Linked DNA regions of Sus scrofa: region 2 is linked to region 1. The links are chromatin contacts, called in public HiChIP or PLAC-seq maps. All regions are on one chromosome and are shown on one strand. Each heading gives the region's core, a stretch centred on a gene start, on an enhancer-like site or on the middle of the called end of the contact. The rest is flanking DNA. Distances are from core to core; before and after follow the strand shown. Region 1 has its middle 100 kb from the start of HPCAL1. Region 2 overlaps RRM2 (ribonucleoside-diphosphate reductase subunit M2).

Region 1 (5,834 bases), core at 1,404-3,903:
AACTGCAGTGAATGTGCACACAGCTCTAAGCACGACTCACTCGCAGGTGGAGTCGTGCCAGCCGCACCAGAGCGCTTGCTCAGACCCAGCAGGGCGAGCTGGCCAGGGCCGCCTGCGCCTCTGCCACAGTCATTGATTCTTCCCTCCATCTCTGGCTTCATCCTCTCAGGACCCTTCCCAGTGGGGTGGGGGTGGGGGTGGGGGGAGAACCTTTCACCAAGGGAGCGGCTAAGCCAAGGGAACAGCTGCTCGCCGGAATGATTCACAAGGTCCTCAAAATGACGCGCTGGCATGGAGTGGGCAGGGACCTTAGGGATATAGATCGGGCTGCATGTGGGTATGGGGTACCTTTCCAGGTATCAGATCCCTCCCCTGGGTGGGTATTCTCAAGGAAGCCGGGAACCTTTATGACACAGGAGCAGAAACCTCTGGTTGGGTTCCTTTGGTCTGTCTTCCGCCAGGGTGGATGCCCTGAGATCTCAACGGTGGTGGCAGGGCAGGGAACCGAATAAGCTAATTTGTCATCCTGTTTTGGCGTCAGGAGCACACTTAGAACGCAACCTACTTTTCCTCTTTCATAAAATGATTTTATATCCTAGAGGAGAAAAGGGCTTTTGATCTGAATCCTATTCTCTTCTCCATAATCAGATTCAATAGTAATATTAAAAAAAAAAAAATCGGTCTGGCTTTCTCTGCTCAGAAGATAGACCAAAAGCTGGGATTTTTTTTTTTCCCCCTCCTCTAGTGAAAACCAGCTCTTTGTCTCAAGGAAACCAGTGTTTTGGCCCTGGCGCTATTTCTGTTTCACTTTTGAAAGCGCCTGTAATTACCAAGCTCTTGAGGTTTTATTGGATAATGTGCCTCAGGGAAGGGCCAGGGTCTCTGCCTTCTGCGTTCTGGCCCTGGAGGTGGTGCCGCTTCTTGCCTTTCCTGCTCCATTTGGGGTTCTGATTTGGGGAAAATTGAGGTGCACGTGCAGGAATAATGTGGGGGACTTGGCGTTGGGAATTGGAAGCCTGGAAGGACATCTTCTTGTGGAGAAAAAAAGATGAAGTCAGACCCCCAGAAGCACAGAGATTTGCCCCACGCTAGCCAATGGCCCGTTCATTTCCCCAAGAGGCTTGGACCCATTCCTTCAGAACTTATCCAGGGGTCCATTTCTGGCCACCCAGCTGGACGGATTAGACATACAAGGGCCGGGAGGGCAAGGAGTGGGCTCCCCATGGCCCACACTCCCCAGCCCCGGCTTTATGCTCCCCAGGCCCCCTTTCTACCTGGAGCTGCTGTGGAGTTTCATCCGGGGTCTGCAGCCTCCCCTCCCCCTTTCGGGGCTCGGCGGTGTGCAGAGTTCCAAGGTCACTTTCGCCTAAAATGCCATGGTGAGGTCTATGCACAGGGCAGTCTGCTTTCCCTTGATGCCAGCCGGCCTTCCCCTAACTTACTCTAAGGCCTTGCAATGCCGCTTGAAAGCAGTGAAGGGCCGAGGTCTGATCATCCAGGATGCGAATAAGGCGCCCCAGAGTTTATTTGGCACCAAAGAGCGAGCTTCTTGGCAGCCGCAATTTTATCTAGGTTGGGGATCAGGTTTGTATTAGAATTTCGCATTCCAGCAAGCCCTGAACCCTGCTTGTTTGTAGTGGGATAATGCTTCCAATTTAGGAGTTGCCAGCCCAGACATGATGGGGGATTATGTGTATTTTGCTAGTTTGCCACCCCCTGGTGTCACTGTGTTGGGTGGGGTGGCTCTTTAGACTTGAATCACACTCTCCTTCGGGACCTGCCATTCTCCCCCAGTCCTGTTGGGTTTCTTTCATGTTTTCGTGCCCCCACGCGAGGCTGCGCACCTGTGCCTCTCCTGTGGCTCCTGGCGCTTGTCCTCTTCCCTCTGAGTTGAGTGTCTAATCAGGGGATGACACAGGGCATTATATATGGACATGGCACAGCGGGCTTAGGGGCTCTAGGTGCCACTTGCCCCATGGGGGGTGTGTGTGTGTGTTACTTTCCTCAGGGGGGGAAAAAAAAAGTCCATTGCGATATAGTCCCGTGGGTTTAATGCAACTTCAGATAACCAGTACAGTTTGACAGGTGGAACATTTCTTAGGCACTGAGCAAGGTGCACGTCTAAAGAACTTTAAAGAAATAAAACATCTGAAAAGCACAGTAAATCCTTTAAGAGAGCTCAGCCTCTGAATTACAGAGGCAAAACTTCGTATCTTTGCGTTCAGGAGATGTGACTAACTCAGAACACCTTCCAAGAGACCTCGGGCTCCCTCCCCTGCCCTCATCAGGGCTGCAAAGATGTCTTTTTCTCTTTCCTTTATAAGCCCGGTGTACCCCGCCCCACCCTGGCTAAAACAGTGGCTGTGTTTTCTGGGGATTTGTTTCTTTTTAGAGTTTGAGGTGCAACCCAGGTTGGCAGGAAGCTGGGGGACTGGGGGGGCGGTCCTGGGGTCCTTGCCCACCCCCATGCCTCATTAGATGAAAAGTCTCCTTTGCGGAGTTAGCGATGGCTCTCGGACCCTGGGCTGAGAAGCGCTCAGGGTCATTGAATTCTTCCTCGTTGGAGAAAACTGCCATAATCCTGGGCCAGAGCAGGAAGAAAGCTGTTGGGGTGTGTAGTTCCCCTCTTGGAAGCCTTCCCCGATTGCCTAACGCCCTGTGCCCCAACCAAAGTCTTCCCTCACTCGGGTCCGCTTTAGCAAGGGAGGCGTCCCCTTGGCCAGGCACCTGCTCGCCGGCTGTGATTGGCAGCGAGCTCTCCCAGTGCCGAGTGTGGGCTCCGAGCTGCACACATCAAAGCAGAGCCGGAGTTCGCCTCTCCCCTCTCCCTCTCCCTCCCCCTCCCCAGGGTTCTGGGCCCTTTCCCCTGTTTCTGCAGCCATCCCCTGGGTCCGTCCTCTGTTGCCCCACTCCCCTCGCCATCCCCCCCAGCAGAGCCCAGCAAAGCCTCATCCCTTAGCCTGGAGCTTGGCTTCCCTTCCTTCCCCGCTGCTGTCCATGCCGACAGCAGGGCAGTGTTTAAAGTGTTTTCCTCCAGCCTCTCCCTTTCCTCCCTCACCACCTCCCATGTTCGTTCTTTTCCTCCTCAGTTCCTCCGAACACCTGCATGGTCCTGGGCTTCATCCTTGCCTGTTGGAGCTTGGTTTTGGCCCGTGGATGGGGAGACCCTCAGACTTGCTGGGGGAGTTGCCACCAGCCTGGAGGGCAGCCTCCCACCCTGACCCCTGGCTCTGGCCCGGCCTGGGGAGAGGGACTTTGAGGGGCAGGCCAGGAGGGTGGTCTCAGCATCTTGCTTTTCTCCCATCCGCTGATCTCCTACTAAGTCTTTAAAAAACGCAATTAAATCCCCAGCGTTTATATAGCATCAAGTGTACCCATTTCAAGGGTGCTATTCCATACTTTCCAATAAACGGTAAGCATTGCGCAACCTTCACCACAATCCAGTTTTAGAGTGGTTCCCTCCTTCCGGAAGCTCTCCTCATGCCCATGAGCTGTCCCTCTGTCCCCGCCCCTGGCCCCAGGCAGCCACCAGCTGGCTATCTGTCTCGAGCTCTGCCTTTTCTTCCTACCTCTCGTTTTATAAATGTGGCCCGAGGGTCTCCTCCTCTGGAGTCTTCCAGTTGGAATTGGTTTCTCCCTCAGGCTGATGCCGTAGCCAGGGCTCCTCTCTCTCTGGCTCAGGGAGCTCTTGGAAGAAGCCAGCAGGTCTTCCTGGCCCCGCACCTGTCACCCAGCCCCTGGGCCAACCAGAGCACATCAGCCAGACTAACTGAAGTTGCGTGCCTCCCCTTTCATGGCCTCTCTTGAGTATTCAGCAAAGTGTGTGGTTGAGTTGTGAGGCCCTGCTCTCAACAAAGCAAAACACTATTTGGTTTCAGCAGTGATGCGCGAGCCAAATGGGATGGGCCCTTTTTTTTTTTTTTTTTTTTCTAGTGGAAACGTGGAGGATGCCCAGGGCAAGAGAAGTAGCCCAGAGCCATCGGCAGGAAGTAGAGGACCCTAGAATTCAATCCTGTCACTTTCTCTTCCACCCCTACTTGGTGGTAGGGTTCTGCCCTTCTGTGGCTTTTCCTGCCGTTGCCTTCTGCGTTTCCGAGGTCTTTTCTTGCATCGTTTTTGTTCTTTGAGGAAAGTGGCAGAGGGGGAGACCCATTTTACAGATGTGCCACCTGAGGCCTGGAAATGGTACACCCAGCGTATACAGGCAGGCCTGGGTCTGGTGCCTAGACCCCTGGACCACAAATGGTCTCTCGCCCACGGATGCAGTGAACTTCACGGTGGACAGAGAGTGTCTTGTTCCTCCCTGAAGGATGGGGATTGTTAGATCCTGTTTTGCAAAACATCCCTGGACAAAGACGCGGGGTGGGGGCAGGGAGATGCGGGTTCCAGGTGGTCTCTGCTGTGTCGTTTACTGGCTCAGTGATGCTGTCTGACTCTGAGCTTGCTCACGTGCAGAAAGGGGTTCCGAGCCCCTTAGACAGCCTCCTGAAACCTGGACCTAGGGGACGCAGTTGAGTCTGGCTGGTCGTACGTCTGCTGAGATGGAAGAGGCTTCTGTGCTGCCTCTGCCACTGAGTATTTCTTTTCAAAGTCAGATTTATTAGGCATCAGTTGACCCAGACTTGTAGAGCCGCTGCATGTGCCAGTGAGCCAGTGAGGGTCACGATTGGGGTTTGGGGAGCTGCTGTGTTGGATTTTCCCAGCTCACATCTTCCACCACGCGTCTCTCGGGGTCCCTGATGCAGCCACCGTGACCTTGAAGTTGGGGGGCCGCACAAAGAGACCTGCGGGTTATTCCTCAGACCACCCCACCTTGGGCACTTGGAAAGCATTGAGTTTGGGGGTGTGTGTGTGGGCCAGTGGGCTGAAAGGGGACTTCTGGGAGCATTGGCAGAATTTTGATTCTGAGCAGCTGTGTGTGTGTGTGTGTGTGAAAGAGAGAGAGACAGCCCCGTTTTCCCTCCAGCAGTAAAATGCTCAGGTCTCTGCTTCCTTCCTGTGCATTTAACAGATGCTTCCAGAAAGCAGAGTTGACCACAGCTTCCCCACTCTCCCCGTCACTCCCATCCTTTCTCTCTGCTGGGCTGGAAGTCACTTTTGGAGGGAAGTGAGAACCTCTCCAAATGCATCACCTGCATTTAAAGGCAATCATTTCCAACGTCGTGCAATTTTCTGTATTTACACATGTGGCTGAGTGAGGGCGGGGGGGCGGGGGGTCTGGAGAAGCCAAGGGGCAGGACTGCGGACGAGCCCAGCTTCTCTGCGGCTCTCACCCTCTCCAGTGTGGGGCCGAGGCAGGCGTGAGGTTTTAGTAAAAATCCCTCAGACATGTGGCATCAGTGCCATGCTTGGTGGCAGCCTGGGCATCCGGCTCAGCTTCCAGGGGCGGGAGGGGGACATGGTGGCTGCTCTGGCTGGTCTGGGTGTCTTTCTTTTCCCGATAAGATGAGATCCACTCTGCCTTCATTCTTATTCTCTAGGGATTGCTTGTTCCTCTCCTGTCTCTCTAAAGACAGGACAAGGAAGTGCTCCTTTTATTAGCATCTGTTCTCGGTGATGGGCTATTACCTGACCCGGTAAAACCATATGGCCTGGCTGATTGGTCTCAGAGCGAGCGGGAAAGGGAGCGCTTTGGCCATTATTTTCACCATTGCTGCTGCAAGTGGGGGAAGGGGCAGGCCTAGCGCAGGGAAGGGCTCCCAGCTTCTCTGGGCCAGACCTGTGTTCCGGAGCTGCTTCCCCCTGTGGGTGGGCCTGGGCCAGCTGCTGGCTTCCTGGTACACCTGCATCATCGTCAGTTTCGTCCTCCTTCTCACCATCACGCGGCACTCTTA
Region 2 (5,834 bases), core at 2,079-4,578, 140 kb before region 1:
GTACTCTTGAATGTCCAATCAGTGCCTTCTGGGAGAAAAGGAAAAAAAAATCCCTGTTGACCACAAGCAAAAAACCTAGGTCTGGGAGCTCCCTTGTGGCACAGCGTATTAAGGATGGGACGTTGCCACTGCAGTGGTTTGGGTTGCTGTTGTGGCGCAAGTTCAATCCCTGGTCCGGGAACGTCCACTGCCATGGGTGTGGACCCCATCCCCCCCAAAAAAGGTGGGGTGAAAAAACCCATCTAGGTCTGAGTGTTTTTAGGTCTGGCACATCTGTCAGTCTACATCGTGAGGCTGGGCAGAGAATAATACAAAGTAGAACAGAACTGGCCTCTTAAGGGGCTTATAATATAACATAGAAGATAAGACTAAGTGAGGAATTGCACAGAACTGCAGAGGCAGCCGTGAGCTATGAGGCTAATTTCACACACACTGGTAACAAAGTCTATCCTGGGGGGACATAGAGGTAACCGAGGGTCTGTATTGCATTTTGAATATTGACTGGAGGGAGGGGAACGTTAGAAATGGGCAGTAGCCTTGCTACTAAGGGCAGGTTCAGGACAAGGGCCTGTGTGGGACAGAAGCGGTGAAGCTGGGAGTAGCCTCTTATGTGGGACTTGGAAGAGCGGGAAGAGGGAAGGTGAGCGGTGCCTTGCAAGGCTAGCAGGTTGCAGAAACTTTGGGGCAAAAAGATTTGAACGCGTTTGTAGACAAATGAAAAAAGAAGGTAAAGGTGGGGGGATAATTGGGCTACATGACCGGAAGGGGTAGGATGGGGAAGGCCTGGTGCTTCAGTCACCAGCTGACCCGGGCAGCCGTGGAAAGAGAATGAGAGGAGCCCCATGGGGCTGGTGACCTTGGCTTCAGAAAACAAGGTCATCGGGGCAAGAGGCTGGGGAATCAGTGGACTCCGAAGGTGGACACAGGATAGGCTGGAGGTGGAGGAGGGTCATAAGCTCGGGTGAGTGTAGGGCCAGTGGATGGGGTCTTCGGGCCGGGGATCGATGCTGTAGCACAGCAGGCAGCAATCTCGGGTTGTTTACTTAATTGCCTTTACTGACTATAAATGCATGTGGCATTTGGGGCCCAGATGGCCCCCAATGATAATGATGTGGGGGGGGGACACCTAGTGAGGGGAGATGATGGGTCAGCATTGTTTCAACAGCCCCAGCAGTTCAGATTTTCTCCTTTTATGAATTTAAAAAAGATAGGGCCTGTCAACCTTGGCCTGACCTGGACTTGAAGTAGTTACTTAAGCCAATACAGGCTCTCGGTGTCGTAGACTTGAGTTCTCGTGTTCGTGGATCTTGGGGCTCAACATGAACTAATGAATACCCACGTTTGTACCAACATAAACCAAATGAATGTTGAGATTTTTAAAAACAACACTGGGGGACAGGAGTTCCCATCGTGGCTCAGTGGTTAACGAATCTGACTAGGAACCATGAGGTTGTGGGTTCGATCCCTGGCCTTGCTCAGTGGGTTAAGGATCCGGCGTTGCCGTGCGCTGTGGAGTAGGTCGCAGATGCAGCTCAGATCCTGCATTGCTGTGGCTGTGGTGTAGGCTGGCAGCTCCAGCTCCGATTCAACCCCTAGCCTGGGAACCTCCATATGCTGCGGGAGCGGCCCCAGAAAAGGCAAAAAGACAAAAAAAAAAAAAAAAAAAAAGAGCAGTGGAGGACCAAGCAAACCAGTAAAAAGAAAGTGCCCTTGGAGTCCCGGTGGGCCTTGGTCCCTGAGCTCTTAGCCAGAAGCTTGGGGCAGGAAGTCTTTGCCAGGATGGCTGACGCTCTGTGTGCCTACCAGGGAATTCCTCTTCAATGCCATCGAGACAATGCCTTGCGTAAAGAAGAAGGCAGACTGGGCCTTGCGCTGGATCGGGGACAAGGAGGCGACGTACGGTAAGGAGCCCTCAGCCCCGCTTCGCCGGGAGTTGCATTTTCCGAGTGACGTCACTGGCTTGTTCTTGAGCCCACAGGCCCTCACTGGAAATGTTTTGGGGTTCCCTCTAGGAGAACGGGTCGTAGCCTTTGCCGCCGTGGAAGGCATCTTCTTTTCTGGGTCTTTTGCATCCATATTCTGGCTCAAGAAACGAGGACTGATGCCTGGCCTGACCTTTTCCAACGAACTTATTAGCAGAGATGAGGTGAGTCTCGATCAGATAAGAGGCTAACCTACGCCCCGAAAGCCTGCAAAGCTTGTGTTCTCCGGAGGGATCCCTTTTAGGCACGTGGAACCTGTGGGTTCAACCCTGTGTGTGCTTGGCAGAAAATGAAATGCTTTAGGTGACTTACTGAAATGACTCATATTCTCCGTATGCATAGGTACCCCCCTATAGGGGATGGGCTTTTTATTATTTCTGGTCTTTTGTGTGCTCCTTCTGTCCTTCAAAGTGAGTTGGTGAGCGTCCCGTGAATGAGAGCCCCTGATGGTCTAGCCCAGGGCCCATCAGCGTTACTTGGGGTTCAACGCACCAAGACTGCAGACTTGCTTGAAATTGCATTCTTTTTTGTTTGTTTGTTTGTTTTGTTTTTGTTTTTGTCTTTTTGCCTTCTCTAGGGCCGTTCCCGCGGCATATGGAGGTTCCCAGGCTAGGGGTCGAATTGGAGCTGTAGCCGCCGGCCTACGCCAGAGCCACAGCAAGGGGGGGATCCGAGCCACGTCTGCAACCCACACCATAGCTCACGGCAACGCCGGATGGATCCTTAACCCACTGAGCAAGGCCAGGGACCGAACCTGCAACCTCATGGTTCCTAGTCGGATTTGTTAACCACTGAGCCACGACAGGAACTCCCTGAAATTGTATTCTTGATTTCCAAACGTGAGGTTATAAACCTAGAAACTAACTCACCTCGTGATTTTTTTGCCTTTCCTGCTAGAAGCAGTGGCAACAGCAGGCCACCGGGCTGTAAAAGAAAGGAGGCTCAGGAGTTCCCGTCGTGGCGCAGTGGTTAACGAATCCGACTGGGAACCATGAGGTTGCGGGTTCGGTCCCTGCCCCTGCTCAGTGGGTTAACGATCCGGCGTTGCCGTGAGCTGTGGTGTAGGTTGCAGACGCGGCTCGGATCCCGCGTTGCTGTGGCTCTGGCATAGGCCGGTGGCTACAGCTCCGATTCAACCCCTAGCCTGGGAACCTCCATATGCCGCGGGAGCGGCCCAAGAAATAGCAATAACAACAACAACAACAAAAAGACAAAAGACAAAAAAAAAAAAAGAAAGGAGGCTCAGAGTGCACGTGGTGCCCAGTCCTCGGCCACCACGCAGGGCCACGGGGAGCAGATCTGGGCTTCTGTCCTCTAGGGGGCAGCACGGAGGGCCCTGGGGGGACGAGCATGTCTAGGCCGTGCAGCCGTTGAGTCACCTTCCCTTTGGCCACCGCCCTGCTTTTAGCCCGGGCCTGCACGATGCCTAAGGCCACGGTGGCACGGCCGAAAGCCCGTTTCCTGCCCCGCGTTCCTGGGAGCAGGCAGCCGGCTGGTTTGACGGCGGTCGTCTCCTTCTCTTCCAGGGTTTACACTGCGACTTCGCCTGCCTGATGTTCAAACACCTGTTACACAAGCCTTCGGAGCAGAGAGTGAAAGAAATCATCGTCAACGCCGTGCGGATAGAACAGGTGGGCGCCGGGGGCCGGGGAGGGGTCTGGCGCTCGCTCGGGGGGCTCCCGGGGCTGCCGTTTCACTGAGATGCTGCCCTCGGGTCCCCAGGAGTTCCTCACGGAGGCCCTGCCCGTGAAGCTCATCGGGATGAACTGCACTTTAATGAAACAGTACATCGAGTTCGTGGCAGACAGGCTCATGCTGGAGCTGGGCTTTGGCAAGGTACAGTCGGCGGGGTCGGGCCCCCTGCGCCCCCCGGGTCCTCTCGGCAGCAGGGTGGTCTCTATTTATGTCTTGCTGTGGACCTTTTCAGGTCTTCAGAGTAGAGAATCCCTTTGACTTTATGGAGAATATTTCCCTGGAGGGGAAGACAAACTTCTTTGAGAAGAGAGTAGGCGAGTATCAGAGGATGGGCGTGATGTCAAGTCCGACCGAGAATTCTTTTACCCTGGATGCCGACTTCTAAGGGCGCTGACGAGGCGCTCTCCGTCTGCTGATTTTTTCCCCCCCTTTCTCATCAAAAGAGGAAAAAAAAAAAAAATCAGCTACTCAAACTGTCAGCCAGCTACACCAGGAATTACCCGTAACGTGCATCAGTGGCTGTGTAGCTACCTCAACTCCTGTAAACGCGCGCGGGGTCACCTAGGTTGAAAGCATAGACAAAAGCTACTCGGATGTTTAGGAACGACCTTCTCCGTGTTCGGCTTGGCCGTGCACGACTTCACCCTGGCTCTTAACAGCGCCTCTCTCGGCCTCAAAGTGTGGGGATTAGGTGCGTTGGATCCCCCGGGACCCGACAGGCAACCACCATGAGGCCGAAGGGAGACAGACTCACTGCTTCAGAGCAGATTTTAAAGTTTACTTATGCTTTGTATATAAAACTGGCACTTTACACCCAAATAAACATAGTTTATGCTGTGGGGCCTCAAAACCTTGATTTCACCTAAATATGTTAGTTTCGGCACCAGATCCAAAGTATTCTATTTACCACTAATGGGAGCCAATTCCAAATATGCTGGGTGACCCAAGCAAGTTAAGCCTGTGCAAACCAAGCATGTTATGTTTTATTCTTTCTTTAATGAATTGATGGCGCTTTCTAATTCAGTCCTTTGCACACCGAGCTGTTAGTATCAGCCAGGTGGTGCCACGTAGAACACAGGTGGGTTTTGTGCTAAGAGGAGAGAAGATTCGAACTTGCATCACTAGAGACAAACGATCCAGGCTCACTGCGGGCAACCTGGGTGGGCCTGAGGGGCGGGAGCAATGAATTCCCCACACTGTCTGTCCTCCGGCCTCGAATTAATAGGCAAGATCCTTGAAGAGTCTTCTTTGCTGGGATCTGAAATATTTGCCTGATAAATTGGTTTTCAAGTCATCCTTGAACAAAATGACCCACCTAGGAACTTTCTCCCCCTGAGTGGTAAAACCTGGGCTGAAGTTGCCTCTCCTTAAAGCTGAGTGTTTATTCTGATTTTGTTTCATTTGTGTGTAAGTAGGTACTGTTGACTTAACCATTTGTACTTTCTAAGTTAGAGAATTTTTCTACTATACATGTCTTTTAATATTGTAGCTATAGCTCATACTTTGAAATAATTACCCAGTATTATTTTGCAGTTGAGAATTGAGATATTGTTCAGTGCAATTACTTCTAGGATTTGCCTAAATCTGAGCATCACCTGCTGAATCCCTAAAGTTCAGTAAAAGACTAGTGTTATGCGAGTGATAAATACGCGTTCCACTCAGATGTTAATTTCAGACAAAGGCATGAACTTAGCAGATATGTTTAATAGGGCTAGTTTGAATCCCTCTGTTTTTATGTTCCCTCCCCACCCACCCCCTTCAAAAAAAGCCGAGAAGTGACCACACAACAGGTAATGCACGATGCTCATTCATCCTTGGGCCAAGTTGTTAAAACACGTTGTGTTGTGTGTTGACTGACCCCTGGCCTGTTCTGTTGTCAGTTTTCTTCACTGATTGCATAAATGGTATAATAGTCAATTTAAAATTTTCTGTCATAGGAGGCCCTTTTCTGTCTTTTAAATTATTGTTCCATAGAGTTGATCCAGGTTATATAGTCCTGAAACTCGTGCAACACAAAAATAAAAGACACCCTTTGCCTTGAATTGTCAGGTACAGGTGGGTGCTGGAATCAGATTTTAGAATTCTACCTCCTGTTAGCTGTGTGATGTAAGAATTAGCTTCTGCCAACGAGGATTCGGTTTCTTAATCTGTTTAAAG

What was found. HiChIP or PLAC-seq counts read pairs in DNA pulled down with a chosen protein or histone mark.
Region 2: a contact with region 1 is called in an H3K27ac HiChIP or PLAC-seq map of alveolar macrophages. The contact joins two enhancer-like sites. A contact is called at or near these places in 1 of 5 promoter capture datasets (liver), 4 of 47 Hi-C or Micro-C datasets (alveolar macrophages, embryonic fibroblasts, liver and 1 more) and 1 of 2 datasets of contacts at active chromatin or transcription factors (alveolar macrophages).

The regions. Positions count from the first base shown.
Region 1 is chr3:126,212,745-126,218,578 of Sscrofa11.1, reverse strand. It overlaps a transcript of HPCAL1 not described here. Among named protein-coding and RNA genes, the nearest start is that of HPCAL1, 100 kb to the right of the region's middle. Within about 2 kb of position 2,653, at least 3 of the 83 cell types and tissues checked have an H3K27ac peak or open chromatin away from gene starts, as enhancers often do. A contact at or near this core is called in alveolar macrophages, where this site is marked.
Region 2 is chr3:126,357,290-126,363,123 of Sscrofa11.1, reverse strand. RRM2 (ribonucleoside-diphosphate reductase subunit M2) reads left to right here. Exons shown (of 11, transcript XM_021087850.1): 7 at 1,807-1,901; 8 at 2,013-2,146; 9 at 3,509-3,613; 10 at 3,705-3,818; 11 at 3,910-5,834. The coding sequence ends at 4,062. Among named protein-coding and RNA genes, the nearest start is that of RRM2, 6.9 kb to the left of the region's middle. Within about 2 kb of position 3,328, at least 3 of the 83 cell types and tissues checked have an H3K27ac peak or open chromatin away from gene starts, as enhancers often do. A contact at or near this core is called in alveolar macrophages, where this site is marked.